Linked DNA regions of Zea mays: all the other regions are linked to region 3. A link is a contact called in public Hi-C data. All regions are on one chromosome and are shown on one strand. The core of a region is the stretch at or near the end of the contact, and the rest is flanking DNA. Distances in the headings are between cores, read along the strand shown. Region 1 has its middle 49 kb from the start of LOC103650435. Region 2 holds the start of LOC103650436 (stromal 70 kDa heat shock-related protein, chloroplastic-like). Region 3 holds the start of LOC100381865.

Region 1 (3,821 bases), core at 654-3,153, 180 kb after region 3:
AAGTCTTATTACAAAATAAAACATAAATATAAAACGAACTAAGGATCATCCTTGGTGCCAAATAAGTCAACTGGGAAATGCCACCTAGATCAGATCAAACTCCTCGTTGTGTGGCTCCTCCTGAACCACCTGTTCTTCTCCTGTGGGGGGTGTGAGACAGCAAGGGTGAGCTCACACATGATCATAGCTCAACAAGTTGTGGGGAAACTAGTGTGCATGAACTCACCACAGGCGGGAATTCATGTGATGTGTAAGGCTAATCATCATTAGAGGTTAAAGCTGAGCATTGCTTTTAATAAGTTGGTCAAAATTTTATTAGCAATTACTAAATGTAAGTAAATACCAAACCTTAATAAAAGTAATAAAACAAAATTAATAAATAATCCCATGCAATGCAAATTACAAATTGAATTTTAGTTCTATAAATTAATCATGCGAGAGTCCTGAACTGCTCATGACCGTGAGCTCGGCTAGTATACCAGTTTTACACTCTGCAGAGGTTGTACCCTATACCCACAAGTCATGTTACCCATCTGCCAAGGGATCGCGACTCCCATACACCTCTACCAAGGAAGCGAGGCAGGGCAATACTACGAGGCCTTTATAAAGTTCCAGTAGCTTCCGAAAACCCGCTACAGTTATGGGAAGAGCACTTGCAAGAATCCCCCGTCTGAACGCCATCGCAGCAAAATCAACCTGAGAACCTCCTTGCATGCAACTCCCCTACTGCCCTTGTCCCTTTCGGGTAAGGTAGTCTTCCACTAGCTTTCCTAATTAGTCAGCCAAGGGCGTCCCATTCCACCCTTGTGGTGGCACGTGTTTCTCAAGTTAAGCTCCATGTTCCAATTAACATTAATGATCTTGACATGAACATAAATAGAATAACAAAAGAATTGGAACATGGATATAATGAAATATTAACCCAAAACCATGTAAAGCAATAGCATAACTACCCAAGTGATTCACGGGTAAACAAGGTAAAATGGATAAACAGACTAGAGTGACCTATTGGGTCCCATCAAAATTAAACCTATGCATTGAATAGTGATAATAAAGAACATTATTGGGTAATAAAAGTGGTCAAGGGCACAACTTGCCTTCAATGAGCTCCTGCTCAGCAACTTCTATCTGCTGGGCACTAGAATCCTCAGTCACAGGCTCTTTTACTCACCGCAATACAAACAAGCACAGTATATAGAGAACATTAACAACACACCAAACATGTAAACAAAATACATAATAATAATCTACACATTAAAATAAAACCCTAGGAATAGGAATCATAAATTTTGGAGTTATAGATTTTAAGATATGAATTTTCAAAGGTTTTATGTGCTTAAAATAGGATTAAGTGGGAAATTAATTTTATTACTGTTTTCATGTCAAAACAGATATTCTAAGTGATAGAAAATAATATTACAAAATTTTAGAAACTGGAATGGGTTAATTTGGAGTTCATATGAATTTTCTATGGAATAAACAAGTTCTAGCCTTTTATTTTTACACTAAAATTCCATTTCTAAATCAATTTCTCTGTTATAATATCTATCTAGGCTGCGCACCAAAATTTGAGAAGCACAGGGGTTATTCTACAAATACACCCGAGACTCAGTCCAACCCCGCAGTGGACCGCGGGTTCATCTCCTAATTCCAGAGGGGCTCTTTAAGCAAAATGCGCCACGAAAGGGTGCGCAGCGATCACGACCGTTGGATTAGACACGGGCGCGCTAGATTAAATTATTACTCTTGCGAACCGGTACGCGATATCGCCCGTCAGATCAAATCTCAATGGTGCGGATTGGAATCTAGTTACAAATAGCGGCAACACGCTAGAACCGCCCGATTTCCTATCTACGATGGAGATCTAATGAAGTCCCCATACCCTCATTTTAACCGTACGATTCTAATCCTACGGGCCAGACCCTTCGTTCTCTGGATTCAATCACAACTGCACGATGCATATCACACGGCACACTGTCACTCTCCTTCCCCTGGCACTGGTTCACGGCGAGCAGGCCACCGCACGGCGGCGGGTTCACTGGAGCTCGCGAAATCCGGTCCTCCCGAGCGCCATACCCCAATTCGCACGACCCTCGCGAAATTGACGATCCCCCAAGCCTGATTCACCCCTCGATTGCTGCCACCATCCATCGTAGAACCCGGTCCACAGTGTGCCGCTCCAGCAACACCCGCTACCCCGAATCGACACACGAGCCATGGCTAATTGGGTGCTACGCGACCGACAAACTGAGGAAATTAACGGGGTTTCTCATACCTAACTGCGCAGCAGAGGTTCTCCGGCCCCGGTGGATGAGTGGAGGTCGGGATTCCGTGGCGTCGACGAGGAATTCCCGAGCGCCGCAACCCAATTCGTGCGAGCAGCGGCCTTGGTTTGCTTCCTGGCGCACCGAAGACGCCCCCCGGTTCACAAGTGAGGTCCCAGCGATGTCAATCCGGCTACACCCGTGAAGGTCGTCGTAGGTGGTTGACGTGAATTCCGCCCGCGATGGAGTAGCTAATGGCGGCGACTTGAGGTGATTGGTCTAGGCGTTGTGAGGCAAAAACCCTAGTGTCCACGAATTTATCTCAGGGTGCGGACGAGTCCGTGGTGTAGCGAAGGTCCGGCCGCAGCTCCTTTCCCAGCCGCATCGCGCGAGGTAGTTGCAACAGCTCGGTCGTCGGGGAAGAGCTACAGAGCGACTGACGATGGGGCCCTCGTAGCAGAGACAAAGGGGCGAGGGAGTGTGACTGCGCAACGGGCTGCCAGACCGGGCCCACGGGGAGGTGACCGTGCGCGCGGGGAGGGGCAGAAACTTGGGTCGCGCAAGGGAAGAACGGAAGTGGGCCAGATTTGGTTGCTTAGGCCCAACTGTGCCCAGTTCTGTTTTTCTTTTAATATTTTCCTTTTCCTTTCCTTCTTTTCCAAATTCAAATTTAAATTCTAGTTTAAATTCAAACTTGTGACAAATTTATCCTTAGATTATATTGTGTCATGACAAGTTTCAATTTGGAGATATATATATATATATTATTTATATTTTTATATCACATAATATTTGTTTGCTTCTCTTTTCTAAATTCTAGAATCTCTTTTAGGTTTTAGATTCCACTTTGGACTTTTTAATATATTCCTTGTCACATTATTATTTTATATTGACACAATATGCTCACAAAATACAAAACCCAGCATGATGCATGATTTATTTGAGTGTCTTTTGTTAATTATTTATTTGTGTAAGTGAGGTGTCCACATGAAATGATAAGTAGAGATAACACACACACATATATATATATATGAATTTAATTTCTCCTTTTAGATTTTTCTTACAAAGTGGGTATTACAATTCCCCAGCTCCCTTTTGAGCCCCACCCGCACCCGCTCTCTCTCCCTTGCCTCATTTCACTCTCGCCCAGCCTCTCTCGTGTGTAGTCGCCGCCACCCGAACTCGCCGGTGATCCGCACCCGCCGCGTCGTCTGCCCGGAGCTCCGAACGTCGCGCCAAGCCCTGCTCGAGCGCTATCCTGAGGTAAGGAACTGTCCCCACACCTTTTTTTTGCCCCGATTCCTTTACCTCTGCGGTGAATTAGAGCTCGTCGGAGCTTTGCCGCCGATTCGCCGCAACCGCACAGCGTCTGGCCGATTCAGCCCCACCGCGTGCTTGCTTTTCAGCCCTAGGTGTCCCACACCCCTCACCGGAGCCTATGTCGGCCTCGGCGCGCTTGATCACCCCTCCCCGCGGTCGGGATTGCTCGCTGGAGTAACCCCGACCCACCCGGAGCACCCTCTCCGTCGTTTGCCAGCTTCCAGCCCCGTTCTCACG
Region 2 (3,776 bases), core at 100-2,599, 220 kb before region 3:
CTAGTAGCAACTCAAAAGTAGTTCTATACAGATGATAGTGTGCCATATTCTTATACATTCAAAAACTCACTCCCCCAGGTCATAAGTACATAAGAACACAAATGACCAACTGCGTAACTGAAGCAAAGAAATTTCAAGCAAACCACAATGTTGATAGAAATCATATCACAATGCCATTTGTTTTCAAGCTGAAATCAAAATACATAAACCCAGTTTGGTGCACCCAGAATTTTACATATGCAGCCTTCTGGGGAAAAAATCCATGCATTCAAAACTGGCACTAACTCTCCAAAGAATCAGAACAGTATAGCATTACCAAATATTCTAACACAGACTGGGTGCCTAGTAACACAAAAACAACTTACTTTAAATTCACTCAGTGTTTATGTGGCAAAATACACCTTTTACCTCAAACGCAATGTAACCACTTGCATTACAAAAAGCATCCATCTGGATCTGGTGTACCTTAACAAATGATTTGCCAGGTCCAGGAGCTATTCTCTAGTAAAACTGCAATTGAATGACAACAAGAGTAGCATTTACCCATATCCTCAGAACTCTAATTTCTGTACAAGTCGTCCCATGAAAAAAATACAGTAAAAGTAAAATGCATATCCACCAGCTGAGAGTAGAAAACCTATCTAACATAACAAGTTACCTGCGCAGAGATCTCCTCGGCAGCAAACTGTTTGCCAATAGCGGGGCAGTCGAGTTTGACGTTGCCGTTGTCGTCTTTGACAACGCCGTACGAGACCTGCTTGGCCTCGTCGTCGACCTCAGACATCTTGCGGCCGATGAAGCGCTTGACAGAGAAGAAGGTGTTCTCGGGGTTCACGACCGCCTGGCGCTTAGCGATCTGCCCCACCAGGCGCTCCCCTGTCTTGGTGTACGCCACTACGGAGGGAGTCGTGCGCGCACCCTCAGCGTTGGTGACGACGGTCGGCTTGCCGCCCTCCATGGCGGCGACCGCGGAGTTGGTGGTGCCCAGGTCGATCCCCACCACCTTCTCGCACGTGACCCGCAGCGCGGAGCCCCCGCGGACCCCGCGAGAGGGCGCGCGCATCTGCACCGCCGCCAACCGCCGGCCCACGAAGAGGGAGCTCGACGGAATGGCGCCCCCGGGGCCGCTCCGCCGCCGGTAGCCGAGGAAGGGCGAGGCTCCGCCCGCTGCCGCAGCGCCGACCTGGGAGCAGGTGAAGGAGGCCATGGCTCGCGCTCGTGCCGGGGGAACTCTAACCCTATCCAAGGAGGGGGTTGACGAGGTGAGGTGGGGACTGGGGGGAGCGGCGGAGGGGAGGAGGGGCGAGGGGATAAGACGGGGAAGGAGGAGGGACGGAGGGAGGAAAGTTTATACTGGCTAGACGCTGACGTGTGGGGCCTGCCGCTAGGAAGTTGGCATGCACTGCGGGTCGCGACGGCGGAGGCCGTGGAGACAGCGTGAGGTTTTGAACAACTGGGGTTTGCCGTTTGCACTTAGTCCAAATTTCTTTTGCATTTTAGCCATTTTTCCAAAAAAAAATAATCATGTTTAGATCCTGACGTCTTAATTTTTTTTTAATTTGCTCGGCGCCGTAGTCTATAGCGCCGAGATAATACTGATCAGCGCCACAGTCTATAGCGCTAAGATACGTGACTCATTGACTAGTGAGGGCTGATGCGATGTTTTCGTGGAGCCGACGTGGCAGCTATCTCGGCGCCACAGATCTTGACGTCGAGCTAGTATTTAAACGCCGGGGCAGTTTCTCTTTCTCCATTATCTCCCTAACCTCTCTCACTGAACCGATGGAGCCCCGCCGCCGCCCAAGCCCGCTGCTCCCCCCGTCGTCACTCGAGCCCCGCTCCACGCCGGCCTGCCGCCCGCGCCACAATGTCGTTGTGCCGCCCTCGCGCCGCCCGCGCCAACGAGGTGCTCCCTCGCCGGACCGCCACCGCCTGGCCTGCTCCTCCCGTGCCCCGCTAGGCCTGCTCGCCGGACAGTCGTCGCCTCCCATGCACCGCCATCGCCGGTAAGCACACCACTCCGGACCGCCACCTCCTGCATCGGTAGTTTAGTAATTAGTTAGTATTTCTTTAGTGTTTAGGGTTTAGTAATTAGTTAGTATTTACTTAGTTTAGTGGTTAGTTAGTATTTAGTGTTTAGTATTTTAGTATTTAGTTAGCATTTAGTATATCTTTAGTTTGTAGTTAGTTAGTATTTCTTTAGTTTGCAGTATTTAGTTAGCATTTAGTTACTATATATTTCTTTAGTTTGTAGTTAGTTAGTATTTAGTAATTTAGTATTAGTTAGCACATGTTCACTTGGTTTAATGTATAGTTAGTTACCTATTTACTTGTTAGTATATGTAGTTAGCTAGCTATTTAGTTGTTAGTATATAGTTAGCTATTACTTGTGAGTATATTTAGTGAATGTTCTTGTATATGTCTGTCATAGTGTTGTTATCTCAATTGTAGAGTGTGCATGTCAGCCATCGTGTTGTTCGTTTCTCTGCAGGTTTCAGAAACCTCATTGTATAGGGAAGGTGATGCCGGATTTATTACTTGGAGTAATATGTTTTTTTGTAGATACGAGACCATCAGGCTCCACCTCCGCCATCGGTAGCTTGTCTCCACTGGAACCTCAGGTATACCCTATTTTCGCACAGTATTCTTTAATTATATTACTCTGTTTGATGTGGTTAGTTATTAGTTAGTATATAGTTATTAGTTAGTATGTAGTTATTACTTGATTATTACTTATTAAGTATTTAGGAATTAGTATATTAGTAGATGAGATTAGTAATTAGTTAGGCATTAGTTGATAGTGTAAGTCAGGTACCATATTTAATGGTTATTGAGTTATGAATTCGTTTTTGTGGTTAGTTATTAGTTAGTATATAGTTATTAGTTAGTATGTAGTTATTACTTGATTATTACTTATTAAGTATTTAGGAATTAGTATATTAGTAGATGAGATTAGTAATTAGTTAGGCATTAGTTGATAGTGTAAGTCAGGTACCATATTTAATGGTTATTGAGTTATGAATTCGTTTTTGCAATAGATGAACGTCCTAATAACATTATACCATGGAGGAAATGTGGAGAAAAATGTTTATGGGAATCTTAGTTTTGATGGAATGAAGAAGGTAATGGTGATGTCTGCGATATAGTTCCTGGCGCATCCAATCTCTGCAAATATATTGAGACAAATAAGTTATCATAGACAAGATAAATACAATGTACAAGCAAAACCAACACGCCTTTTTCGCACTCACTTGCACTCAGATGATCAGTAAGATTCCCCAACATCTATTTCTTGGCTCTAGTCGCCTCCATTTCCCTTGCCTCTTGTGCTCTCTTCTCGTTTGCCGCCTTCAAACTCCTACGCTCAACACGCATCGGGCTGCCATAACCCAGCGATTCCACGAACCTACGCATCTCCTGTCTGTGATCTTTAATGTAGGAATCAACAAGCTGAGATCCACAACGCATCTTCTATCCCATGAGTCACTTTGACTTTATTGTATGCATCACCTCTTATTTCTCGGCGTATCTCTCCCAGCTGCATTTCCTCATCTCCTACACAAAAACAATAAGTAAGGACGGATACAACAGTACAGCTCATGCAATCAAAAACAAATATCAACCTCATCGTAATCTACCATATCCACAAAAATAACCCACACTAAGCTCAAAACGAACTAGTCCATACTTAGCTTCAATACCACATTTACAGAGTATAGGATTGGACTTCCACTCTTCTGCCCCACTCATTTTTTTCTTCTCCTTTGCCTCTAGCT
Region 3 (3,583 bases), core at 1,030-3,529:
AAGTCGGTTCATCTCGCATGAAGAAACGGATGAACAACATGACCAAATGGATTTTTACTCAAGTCCATGATCTTTTGTTAATGAATGTGAACTCTCAACCCTTGGCTTACCGATGGTACTAAGAGGACCTCTCAATGTCAAAAGTAGTTCAACAAGTTGGTTTTACTAACTTGTAACTGCCCAAAGAACAAATATTGAGTTTAGAGATCGTTTCACCGAGTTATCTAAACTCATTTTGGTTCACCCCACCCTAAAGAAAGTACTTGCAAGAATCAAGATTAAGTCGGCCAGTAACCACCTAATCATCGTTCTAGTCGTGCCTCGATCGCCTCACGTGTGCTTTTCTAGCATGTGTGATCCAGTCGAGCCATGAATAGTGCTGGCTAAAACGGACTGGTTGCAAAGTCCACATCTATAGATCCCTCCGCGGGTGATTTTCTCGAATCTATACCATCTTTTGTGGACTTGAATTCTCGGGTTAACCACATGTTAACCGCGACAGTATTCGACATCCACATCCGTCTCATGTGCTACGAACTCACTGTGACCACTTGTTGGTAAACCTCTTTCTGTGTGTTTTACCCAAGAGGTTGCATCTGGTTCTGTTTGGGTAAGATCGCGTATTTTCCACTCGCTCAACAGACTCAGATAGTACAGTGTCATCAGAAAAAGCAAACTGCACACATGGAACCTTATGTGTTCTTCTGGCAGACATAGTCTCTATTGGTGGACATTTCTAAATTACATATTATGTCCACTAGAGAAACCCCATCCTGAGACACTCGCCTTTGCTTGGAGCTGTTTTATGGTTATCGCTGATATGGACATGGGTTACATGCTTCTCTACTCTTAAGAGTCTTTCGCTCCGATTCTTAGGTAGAGATTCTTTTAAGGCGGAAGGGCTGTAACACCCCTGGTGTTTATATTCTGCTTGACAACGAGTATGGAATTAAACACGTAAAATCAGTGGATAAAACATATGCTAAATTTTAATCATCTCGTAAAAGTTCGAGTTTGGTGTCGTATTTATTTCCGTAACCTAAGCCATTAAAATTAGGTTCAAGAAATTTTTGTTATCGAATCTTCGTCGCTGGCAAATTTTGAACTGTTCGGATCACGCGCGTAAGTGAATGCGAGAATCAGAAAACTTCTGATTTTACGTAAAATTTGGAGCCCCGCGCCGTCCAAAAAGAGTAATGCGCCAACACATTAATTGAATTGTTTCTCTCAGCATGTGATCCTTGACGTTAAAGCGAATGATCGACAGCTGGTGAGAATCGTAAAATTAGACGGGACTAAATACAGTCTTGAATACCGAAGCCGAACTCGACAACTAAAGTTTTTAGTGCAAAATCCGTGTCTGGACGACGCACTAACACTCATCCACGTAAACGATGCGTGTCGTCGCTTGCTGAATGGATCGCATTCTCAATGCAGCATCGATATAGCGCGTTTATTTTGCGATATGTCGAGTCGTGTGTCCGTATAAAAGTATACAGAGAATACGGATTCGGAAGCCCGACCCATTCGGATGATTTTTATCCCAGGCAAATTAATCTGAACTCGACGACTAAAATGTTCGGGGCAAAATAATCTGAATCGCGCAATGTCCGAGAAAAATCGTGTGCGAGGTTATGATCCAATTTATCCTTCAGCACGCTGTTTTGGCGATGAAATCACGTATACATTCGTAGATATGGTTCCGGCTAATTTCAGTCAAATCGCAGAGCAAATTATCGACACCGAAACCAGTTTATTTCGGTCGGTCGTTTCTCGTCCGGATCCAAATCTTCGGATATAACTAACTGGTAAAAATTCATGGGATTTCGAGAGTAATCACCAAATCAGATTATATCTAAATTTTTGTATCCGGTATTATTTTGATCCAACTCATTTATGTCTCTTTTAAACCCTACTCCTAGAATACATATTTATCTATGCTAATAAAAGGAAGAAAATCATTTTCCCCCTTGCTGCAAGCGCTCAGCTCTAGGTATTTTCCCTTAGCCATTCAGCCGATGCACTCATCTCCTCTCTGTTCAGTTACGTGCAGTCGCTCAGATTTTTTTGGAGCAGCTATCCTCATCCTTCCACTGTTCTCTCTGATTTTTTTATTCAGCCGACGTCCTCATCCTCTCTCGCGCAAAAAAATCTCTGCCGCCCTCTCTTCCTCTGATTTTTCTCGCTGCGCAGGAGCCGTCACCTTATGTCCTCTCGCTGTTGTTCTTCTCTGAAGCTCTCTCACGCGCGCGCGACTGCCTTCTCTGCTTCTCTCTCCCTCGCGTCTTCTTGTTCCCCGAGCTTCCATCGCCCGCGCCCTGGCATCCGCCTGCTCCTCTCGGCCGACCGGCCCTGCTCCACTGCGCCAAGCTCCTCCCTCACCCTGGTCCCGGTCCTCAGCGTGCCTGCTCCCTGGAGCTCGCCCATGCCGCGCGCTCCTCCGTGCCGGCGTTCTCTACTCGACCATGGCGTGGACAGCCGCCGAGCCCCCTCCGCCCGTCTTCCCTCTGTTCAGAGCGCCGTCACCTGGAGTCCCTACGCGCTCCATCTCTGCCTGGCCATGGAGCTCGCCCCTGGCTCGGATTCCAGCGCCCCGCTCCCTGTTTGCCCCAGCTCGCCTGGCCGCTGCGCAGCCCCCTCGGCTTCTCCTCCCTCAGCTCGTCTCTCCTGCCCGTGCGCGTCCTTCCCATGGCTGTCTGTTCGAGCTCCTCCCTGCGTCGCGCGCGAGCTCGGCGCCCAACTCTCCTGCGCACTGGTCGCCCCTCCCTCTGTTCGCTTGCGCGCAGTCATGCCCCTGCTTCAGCTCTGGAGCATCCCCACGCGCGCGTTCTGTTCCTCCTGCGCGTGAGCTCAGCGCCCCTTCCGGCCTCCTGTTCGCCATCAGCGCAGTAGTTTCTCTTCAAGTGCAGCGCCGGTTGTCCTCGTGCTCAGCTCCAAGCTCGCCCAGCTTTGGTGGTCGTCGCCTCCACCTCGACCTGAGCACCGCCACGGAGTTCGCCCCTTCCAGACTTCCAGTTACCTTGTCGCACCTGCGTTCTTGCCCCTGCCCATAGCACAGCAGTGGCGATGTGCTTCATCCAGCTCTTCCCTAGTCGTCGAGCTCCGAGCACAACCCGAGCACCACCCTTGTCCGCGTGAGCTCGACTGGATCCCCACCTTCGCGACCTCGCCATCGATTTAGCTGCTGCCCATGTCATGCTCCCTGCGCAGCATCTTCCTTAGCCATGGCGAGTCCCTCGCTGCCACGATTGTCCAGTGGTTGGCCCACGCCGTCCCTACTCCTCTCAGTCTGCTGCTACTTGTGTTTGTGTCCGAGCCCGCCCGGCTGCAACCTCGCTTTGCTCTGTTTGTGTCTGATCCCGCCCGGCTGCAACCTTGCTTTGCTCTCCGTGTCGCTGCTCTCCGAATCCAGCCTCATGTTGACGCGTCCATATTTCAGCTTGTCGTGCCGCGTCGTCATCGCTTCCTATCACGAGCTCGATCTCCGTTGTCATCGGGCTTCACACGTTCTCGCGTTTGTCGTCGAGCTGTTGAACCCGTCCTCCCTTGCTCGTGACTTCATCGTCGCCTGAGCTCGCGCTAA

The links. Hi-C and Micro-C count contacts between places; a contact is called where the count stands out from the background.
Region 1: a contact with region 3 is called in a Hi-C map of ear, with 2.2 times the contacts expected there. The contact joins the enhancer-like site here to the promoter of LOC100381865 in region 3. A contact is called at or near these places in 2 of 25 Hi-C or Micro-C datasets (ear and tassel).
Region 2: a Hi-C map of tassel shows a contact between it and region 3, with 4 times the contacts expected there. The contact joins the promoter of LOC103650436 here to the promoter of LOC100381865 in region 3. A contact is called at or near these places in 2 of 25 Hi-C or Micro-C datasets (ear and tassel).

What each region holds. Positions count from the first base shown.
Region 1 is chr3:99,544,578-99,548,398 of Zm-B73-REFERENCE-NAM-5.0, reverse strand. No RefSeq gene overlaps it. Among protein-coding and RNA genes, the nearest start is that of LOC103650435, 49 kb to the right of the region's middle. Within about 2 kb of position 1,903, at least 17 of the 20 cell types and tissues checked have an H3K27ac peak or open chromatin away from gene starts, as enhancers often do. A contact at or near this core is called in ear and tassel, where this site is marked.
Region 2 is chr3:99,946,909-99,950,684 of Zm-B73-REFERENCE-NAM-5.0, reverse strand. LOC103650436 (stromal 70 kDa heat shock-related protein, chloroplastic-like) reads right to left here and starts at 1,349. Exons shown (of 8, transcript NM_001367263.1): 1 at 659-1,349. The coding sequence starts at 1,207.
Region 3 is chr3:99,729,331-99,732,913 of Zm-B73-REFERENCE-NAM-5.0, reverse strand. LOC100381865 reads left to right here and starts at 2,279. Exons shown (of 1, transcript NM_001174651.1): 1 at 2,279-3,583. The coding sequence starts at 2,466. The coding sequence ends at 3,053.